2 separate regions of the Anas platyrhynchos genome follow, and region 2 is linked to region 1. The links are chromatin contacts, called in public Hi-C maps. All regions are on one chromosome and are shown on one strand. Each heading gives the region's core, a stretch centred on a gene start, on an enhancer-like site or on the middle of the called end of the contact. The rest is flanking DNA. Distances are from core to core; before and after follow the strand shown.

Region 1 (4,302 bases), core at 605-3,104:
TAAGCAGACTAGGGTAAAATTACCCCAAAGGTGCTAACAAAAATGAATATGTTGTGTATAGTTTGCCAATATCACCCCAAGCTCCTTTCTTCTACATGAAAGGGGGCATATGCTAAAGAAACAAGACCTTTCTGTATGACCAAAGACAAAAGCTATAAGCTGCAATTTTTAATGCATTTCTGTCTCTGAAGTTACTTTAACTGCTGCAGGCAGAGTTCTCATATGGCTCCTGCGGCATCTAAAAGGAGATGTCCATAAGCAATGCTCTCACAAAACAAAGGTCTCCTATCAGCAGATAAAAACAGAAAATTTTATAAAATCCTCTAACAATTACGTGTTGGAAGCATCAAAAATTGCTGGAGAATAGGTTTTCTGTTATTTATTTTACATAAGCATTAAGCAAAGGAATCAGTGTCTGCCACAGCACTGTGTACTTGCCTGCAAAACTACACACAGCCAGCAGATCTAACTTAAGGTTTGCAGTTCACTCTCAATGTTGTTTTTAATCAAAGATGTTGCAGCTTTGGAATAAAATAAAGCTTTAATACTGAAGGGCTATACCTTGCTCTCTCAAACAAAAGCCATGAAACAGCTTCCATCCATATTAGGTCATCTTCTAAGACCTGCAGAATTTTATTATTATTATTGCTACTATTATATCAGCAGCAAGATCCAGAGCTACAAGGAGTTGTGTTTACTTTAGTTCAATGCTCTGTTTTCTTAGTTACCTCAGAGTACTACTTAAAAGAAGAAAAAAGTAATTTTTGCTGAAAAGGCAGCAAAAGCATGGGCCTTCAGTTATTTTTTTTTGCTGGCTGCTGGATACCCAAGTTAAAACACAGCTGCCAGAAAGATTGTGGTGGCCTCTAGTGGCTGTTTTTCCCAGCATCCCAAACTCATTACATGATTTGGCTCATAAGGCTGCATCTGCTCCGCTTCCCGGCAGTATTTGCTAGATTATTTTGAGTGGGGCAGTAGGGCAAGACAACCATACTGTGGAGCAGCTGGGGAAAGGCAGGACTTGTTAGTCTTCCCAGCTGCCATTTATGTATTTTATCTGCCAGTCCTCACCAGGTGCAGTTGAATTAGTGATCTGACAGCTACATCTATCCCTGAAGTAGCTGTGGTTCTTAAAATTATGCTTTTTCTATTGATTTTTTAACACAATTTCTTTTTAAGCTACAAGTGTGTCAATTGTAATTGACCCAATTGTAATGAACCCAAGAACCAGATGTGCCTTCATGGATGACTAATCTCCAATTAACATTTTCTTTCAATTAATTAGAGGATTTACAAGTTACAAATGCAGGATTTAAAAATAGCTAAACAGTTCTTTAGGAGAAAATCTCTGATTTATCTCGAATTGACTACAGAGAGCCTTGACTCTGGTGCCAACCCCTCCACCATGTAAAGATCAAACCTATTCAAAGGTAACATTTGTGGCACACATTTTCTACAAGCTGTTCAACTTTACCTCAGGTTAAGGTAATCAGTTCCCTACCACCTTGCTTAGACCACCACTGGCGTGAATGTAGAGGCTATTTATAGGATTGGATGAAATTTTATTCTTCTGTATCAGTGAACCTGAAGCCTACAGTCTTTAGAAACTGCTTAGCTGAAGAAGAGTGGAAACATCTGAATTTGACTTGTAAGCTCCCAGGCCACAACAGAAACTTCCCAGAAGGGCTTTTGGTGTTCTCTCCCTAAGTTTGTGGTTCCCCTCCCAAGCTTGGAAGTGCTACTCAGAGGACACAAGGCACTGCACAAGCATTACAGCAAACAAGCCACACCTCCCTATAAGGGAGGACCAATGCACTTTTCTCAAGTTGACAAATGTGAGAAACTCAACCTTGGATTCCTGATAAATTTTGTGCAAGCTCCAGCCTGAACTATGGGACATTCCTCTTCAGTCTATGATTTCCTGGTTGGGTTCACTGGTTAAAGTAAATATCCTCACAAAGAACACTGTATTTGTCTTTGACCAGAAGTCTCTCTCTGGTACTGATGCTGCTTGACTGTTAGCAAGCCTCCATTTCTGTAACAGACTATTCGAGCACAGTTTTAATTAGATACTTTTTATTATGATATCCAGGAAAACGATAACAAGGTGATTGCTTATTACAGCTTCCACAGATTGGGGCTCCAGGCCTTACCGGCCTGGGTACACACGCACACACACACACAAAAGACAACCCTTGCCACAAAGAACTTACAATCTAAATAAACAAAACAAAGGTAATGATGAATCTAAGAAACAAAGAGGAGGAATCACCTGCGTGAGAACACAAGATAGTTTTGGCTTGGCTTCTTGCCTCAAGTTTGAGAGCTGAAATTCCTACCCTGTTACAGTATTCCCATCACCACGGACTGATTTTTTTAAGCTGTTCATTACAATGCAAGATACATTCTTCAACATTTATAATCAACATAAGAAGTCACAGACAAAGATCAACGTCCTTGACCATAATTTCCCAATATCTTTGTTGCGTACAGCAAAACTACAATCCAGAGATTCAGAAATACTAAGTGCCATGAGATGCAACAACAGTGAATGAAATACAGAAAGCTTTGAGACTAACGAAAACATCCAGGAATACCAATTTCTCCCAGAACAGTCAGGACTCAGCAACCCCCACCCCCCAAGTATATCAAATTGTATAACATTCTTGTGTGGGGAATGAAGAAATGACAACCGCATTGTGCTGCATGATCGTGCCTGACCTTAAACATTAACCACAATAAATAAGGAGAAAAAAATGAATACTGATGAGCTATCAAATTATACAGCTACACCTTAGATGCTCCGATTCTGCAAAAAAAAAAAAAAAAAAAAGTTTCAAGCGTAAGAAGGGAAGGAGTTGTCATTTCTGGCACTCACATAACAAGTTTGCCAGTCTCGAGACAGATAAAAATAAAGTATTTGCAGGTACCCAAAATAAAAGTGACAGGACACATAGCAAGAGATCAAGAGCAAATGTCTTAGATTTAAAACTAGGTAGCACATTTTTTTTTCTTTTTAAACCTGAAAAAGGAGTCGTTGACTTTCTTCTTGTCAACATCAAAAGAACTTCTCTAAGAGGCAGACAGAAGCCTACTTGCAGCTGCAGCCCAGGACTCCTCATCCATCATTCACAGAAGGAGAACCGACAGTTGTAGATGCTAATAGCAGTTCCGTTTCACTGACAGAAAGGCACTTGCTAGCTGAATGTGAGCTATATTCAAACACCTCACTTGAAATATGAGTTGTATCAAAATGTATTCATCTTAAAGAGTTTCAGGTCCCATTAAACAGGTTCCGATGACACCCTATATATTGCTTTGATGTGCTGCTTTCTCCTTGCATGTTTGCTCCAGAAACACTCAGGCACTGCTTCTATTTTAGTTCTGAGAAGTACACCAAATTCCTTAATGTGTACAGAGCTAGGCTCATCAGATCCTAAACAGAGTAGTTCAGGGAGCAGTGAAAGAAGGGGACAGCAATGAGAAGAGGGCATACCCCCTCCCAGAGATCCATCACAACAATCTACAGGGGAAAAAATCAATCAATCAAACAAACAAAAAAAAACAACAACCAAAACAAACAAACACAAGCTAATCTAGTGATCTAAAGATAATCCACGTCTAACAGTGTGAGAAAGTCATATACAATGAACAGACGATAGCAGATGTCAGTCCTTCGAAGAGTCCTGTTCTTTCCAAAGGATCTCTCCTAAGTTTCCCCCCAAAGCCTTAATTTTGTTGGACATTGTTATACCCAGCCCAAGGAATAATCTAAGCACTTGCTTAACAAGATGACTAGTAAGTACTACAGCCTGCAGGCATTAAACTACCATCCACCGGAACACAGTGTGTCCTGCATGCAAACTCTCAGCATGCCTGTAAATGATACAAATATCATGACTGTCTCTACTTGGTGGTGTTCAAGTCCCTTCAATACCAAAATTTTCCACACAGATCATTAGGCCAGCAATGACCAACATGGACAAGACTGCCTATTGATCCTGCTGATCCCCACCTTCTAGAATGCAGGTCCAAAGGGCTGAGTCACAAACGGAACAAAACCGAAGTATGACCTAAAAATTGGCTAGCCAACTTTTTGAGAACAGAAAAATAAACCCAGAGAAACTGAATAACCCTCCCTCCCACACACCTAGATAGAAATACAATGCAGTTCTTGCGAAGATCTCTGGAAGACCTACTTCAATACATAAAGGGTTCACGTAAACAGAAGCTGCAGCTTCTGGGCTGTTAAGGAAAGCAATCTTAGTCCTCGATCCAAGAGAAACTATGTTTTCAGAATTC
Region 2 (4,532 bases), core at 897-3,396, 200 kb before region 1:
GATTTGACATTCATTCTACATCGCTTTTCTGTGAGCATACAAAAAGCCACTCACTATTTCTATGCACCTGTTTTGTGTACGCTCTTCTACTGAAGACAGGGCAGAAAATTCCTAGGGGAATTAGGCACAGATACAAACAAGACTATGGAAGCTAGGGGAAAAATTTAAGTATTTTAATTTACAAGGGAAACAGGATGCCTCCTTTTTAAAACTGCTGCTACCCACCAAGATGTTCTCATTTATTATCATACTGTTACTGTAGTCAGTAGCTTTGAAAGCACATTTAAAGCCAAAGATGTGCAAAAGTTCCTTTGTGCTATGTTATACACAGATATAGAGTCAATAATACTGTGTTTACACAATTATATTAATTTACTATTAAAACCAATATCCTGTTTGACAATACTGCACATTAAATGTTTTGGTACTACACATCCTCTAAATGACTCATCAAAATTTAAAGATTTAGCCCAGCAAACCCTCTGACAAAAGTAAGATGGCAAAACAGTTCTTTTACATTGTGGTAATAAAGACTGATACAACATGAAAAAAGACCATCATTGGTCATAAATCTTACTACACGATACCTAAATATATAGAGAGAAATATAAATAAATAAATGACAGACTAAGTCATCAAAAATTCATTGTCTAGCAATGAAGATGTTAACATTTTCCTGGAAGAAACTTTAGGAAATAAGCAGTTTACATCCCATTTAAAAAGGATGTGGATAAGAGAAAGGAATATCACAGAATGGCTTTGGTTGGAAATGACCTCTAAAGATCACCTGGTTCCAATCCCTCTGCCATGGACAAGGGCACCTCTTTCACTGGACAAGTTGCTCCAAGTCCCAACTAACCTGGCATTGAACACTTATCAGCTAAAGGAAAGGCTTAACTCTGGAAAGCCAAAAAGAACCAACGGACCTTGCTTCAGAAAGAATATACTAAAGATTTCAGATGACTTATGTGCTGCTGCTGTTAGTACTCCCATACTTGCATTCAGTTTCAACGAATAATAATTTAAGGTTGTGAAATGGCTTTAATGTAAATTTAAACATTAATATCTACTTAAACATTTCTAAGAAATAATTTGCGTTCGTTTCAAGTGAACTGGTGTTATTCTTCAAAGAAAAAATACTTTCATATAATCATATACTATATTATATAATCATATACTGTATCATATAATCAAAAATACTTTCATATAATAAATTCTTATTAAAAATGTGCTCTAAACACTTTTATTAAAAACAAAAAGCCAACAAAAAAAACCCACACCAGCACTACACATTTAAGGAAGTGAACAGATGCTGCCATCCTAGCCTACAGGGGAAAAAACAATGAAGCAGTGACCTTGTATGCTATTTTCTTCAACATTCATAGCTGATAACACTCTTACTTTGCTTGCTTGCCACTATTTTATGGTGGCATACTAATATTTCAACCCCTGTTTTCAAGTTAATTGATAAAGTTAAGGAACATGGTCAGCTGGAAGTGACTCAATTAAAAGCCACAATTTCAAATTAGATTTATGCATTCATCTTAATCATATTTCTTTCTATTTATCCTGTGGTTTTAGAAGAATATTTTCTTTCATCCTTTGGAAAGCCTCACTTATCCCTTTTACCAAAAGATCTGCTGAAAAAGAGCAATCTACGTCAACACGAAATGCAAATGCTCATGATGCCAAGAGCACTGCAATAGCAGCATCCCACAGCTGTGGAAGGGGAATTCCGTTCTGACAGAAACATTTATTTTGAAATCTTTCCTTATATCTCCTCAAAAGGGCACCAACTTGCAGCGCACCGTGTGAATTAGATGCAATCTCCAAACGTGTTTCAAAATGAGACGACCGCAGGTGGCGCTAGGTCATCACACAAGACTAAGGAAAGGCTGAGAAACTGCCTTGGTTCCTCGCCTGCCTTGACAGGGGAGGAACAGACACCACAGCCCCCGCTTTGGGACTTCACAAGCTTTTCCTACACGCGCGCAAGCCGGACTCACTGCTCTGTGAAATCCTCATTGCTGGTTTCTGGGTGGCCACAGCCGCTCCGGGGCTGCCGTCACTGGTGAGCTGCATGAGGTCATTGATGATGGCTTGCTTGTCGACCGAGCCTGCTGGCGCGCCTGGGCGGCTATCTGGGAAAAGCTGCGGTAACTGGCTGTTCTGTAGGTCATCCAGAATCTCCTCCAAGTTATCCAGCTCACTGCCTGGCTGCAAGCAAAGAAAACATGGCACACGTTGCTGCTTGCCTGCTGTCGGTGTCCTGCTCATGCCCTGTTGCACCTGCACTGGCTTCAGATGTTCCCTCCAAGAAGCCCAGTGCAAAGCTCACAAAGTTGTCAAAAAGGGACAGTGCAGCCTTCCCTGGGCTCATCTAGCTTGCTCTTGGAGAGCCCTGGCATTGCAGGCATTACTGGCACCCCTTCAAGACCTTGGCAGGGGTACATACAAAGAGCCACATGATACGTACCTCACGCCAAAGGGAACCAGGAGGCTTCTTGTCATGATCAGTGCAGGCAGTACATGTAATTTGGCAGTGAAAGAAATCCCACAGTGATGAAGATGGGGATTTATGTAGGTAAAGCAAATATTTCTTTCAGCACAGTCGTATTTCTAGTCTCTTTATGACTTGATTAAAAGCATACGATGAAAAAGTTGCTTCATGGCTAAGACAATTCCCCTCATGTATTTTCTTTGTTACATTAAAAACCATAACAATGAAGAACTGTATAGAAGTTAACTGGCAAGAAATGCACGTTCCAATGATGCTGTGTAAATTAACAACTGTCAACTAGTTAGTAGATTTAAGAACTTATTTTGATCACAACTTTTCAAATCTGTGAAAGTAACCTGTCTACAGCAAGAAAAAAGAGAAATCTAGTTATGTACCCCTCAACAGAAATTTAACATGAAATGAAGATGGCAAAAAGATTAAATTCATCCTATACTAACACAAATATTGACCCGCATATATTTCTTAAAAATGTTGATTTTCACCAGTAATGTTTTTGCCTTATTTGTCTATAAACACTGAGAATTAAAATCTTTTGCTCACTCAAAGTTGGAAATTATTACAAGCGTATACTCTCCAATTTTAAAACTAAATAGGCAAGGCTTTACCAACTTTTTCGTGTAATAGATACAAATAAGCAGTACTGCCTCAGTTACCACTAAGTTTTAAAGGAAACATTTTTTGACAGTATTTATAACAAAAATCAACCCCAAATCAGTACCTTTTTTTTAAAAAAAACCTACAAACATAGAAGAGAAGCAGTAAGCGAGCAGACAGACTCAACAGATGGGGACCAGAGAAACAACAATACAAACATGCACATGCTGTGATACCATTCTTCCTGTTCTTTTTTGTCACACCACCACATCATGAACATGATCACTTATTCACAGCATGCTTGCACTGCAGTCACCAGGCAATATAGAAATACCTGAGATGAAATACCTTCAAACTATCTACCAAGGCACTCAGTCTAGTTAAGACACGGTGTGCTAGTGCTGTATTAAACTGCTGCTGCCACTGCTAATCTGAAGACAAAGCTAAGATGTCCCTAGGTTACATCTCTACATACCTTTTTGGGATGATTTGCTGCAAATAAACATGGTATTACACTTTACTCCATCCACATGACCTCGTACACCTATAGATCAAGCTATATAGTGCAGAGAGGATAGAGTTTACTCTGTTAAAAAACAGCACGTGGGTGATTTGGAGGCTGGTGTTAGTGGCAAAGTGGTAGGAAATCACAGAACCAAGAGGACTGGAAGAAATGTAAAGCCTCAAGGCAGAAAACCAGTGTCTGCCATTTCCAACAGAAGTTGATATAACCTTTTGCTAAAGACAGGCAGTGACAGAAAATCCACAGCTTCCCAAGGGAATTTCTTTCAGCACTCTACCATCCCTACTGTTCAAGTTTTTTTTTTCTTCTTTTTTTTTTTTTTCCCTCAGTGTCAACACAAAACATCCCCCACTGGAATTTAGTCCCTTCCTTCCTGTCGTATTTGGAATCTGGAGAACAAATTGTGTTCCCCTTTCTTCTTCTAATCTTTTCTGTATTTGAAAGCTGCTTTGTACTTGTGTTTTGGGGTTTCAGGCTAAAATTAAGTAATTTCAACTTTTCAAATTTTCTTCATCGTATAGCCTATTTTCAAGACCTCTTATCATTCGCGATGCTCCTGTAGCCTGCCTTCAGTTCATCCACACTCTTGTTGCAGTGCAGTGTCCAGAACAATACTTCCAGAGGAAGCCTTGCAACTGCTGAGTAAAGCAGAAAGTTTACACATTTGATGGAATGTTGCAGAAAAGCCTGTGATTTTTTTTCATCACATGACATTACTGATTCTCATTTATCATTATCACATTTGTTCATCCTGAATATTCTCCTAATAATTTTCCAACATATCTCCTAGTTGCAAATAAATTTGAATTACTCAAAATAAAGTTGTCCTCCAAAGTATTTGCAGACATGCAAGTATCACCTGCAGCCTTACTAAGTGCACTAGTATTCTAGCAT

Evidence for each region. A called contact is a pair of places that touch in the nucleus more often than the background predicts.
Region 2: a Hi-C map of liver shows a contact between it and region 1, with 3 times the contacts expected there. The contact joins two enhancer-like sites. A contact is called at or near these places in 3 of 8 Hi-C or Micro-C datasets (liver, skeletal muscle and subcutaneous adipose tissue).

What each region holds. Positions count from the first base shown.
Region 1 is chr2:34,410,388-34,414,689 of IASCAAS_PekinDuck_T2T, reverse strand. No RefSeq gene overlaps it. Among named protein-coding and RNA genes, the nearest start is that of TRAM1, 19 kb to the right of the region's middle. Within about 2 kb of position 1,854, at least 2 of the 8 cell types and tissues checked have an H3K27ac peak or open chromatin away from gene starts, as enhancers often do.
Region 2 is chr2:34,612,050-34,616,581 of IASCAAS_PekinDuck_T2T, reverse strand. NCOA2 (nuclear receptor coactivator 2) reads right to left here. Exons shown (of 25, transcript XM_038173626.2): 14 at 2,007-2,217. Among named protein-coding and RNA genes, the nearest start is that of PRDM14, 42 kb to the left of the region's middle. Within about 2 kb of position 2,146, at least 3 of the 8 cell types and tissues checked have an H3K27ac peak or open chromatin away from gene starts, as enhancers often do.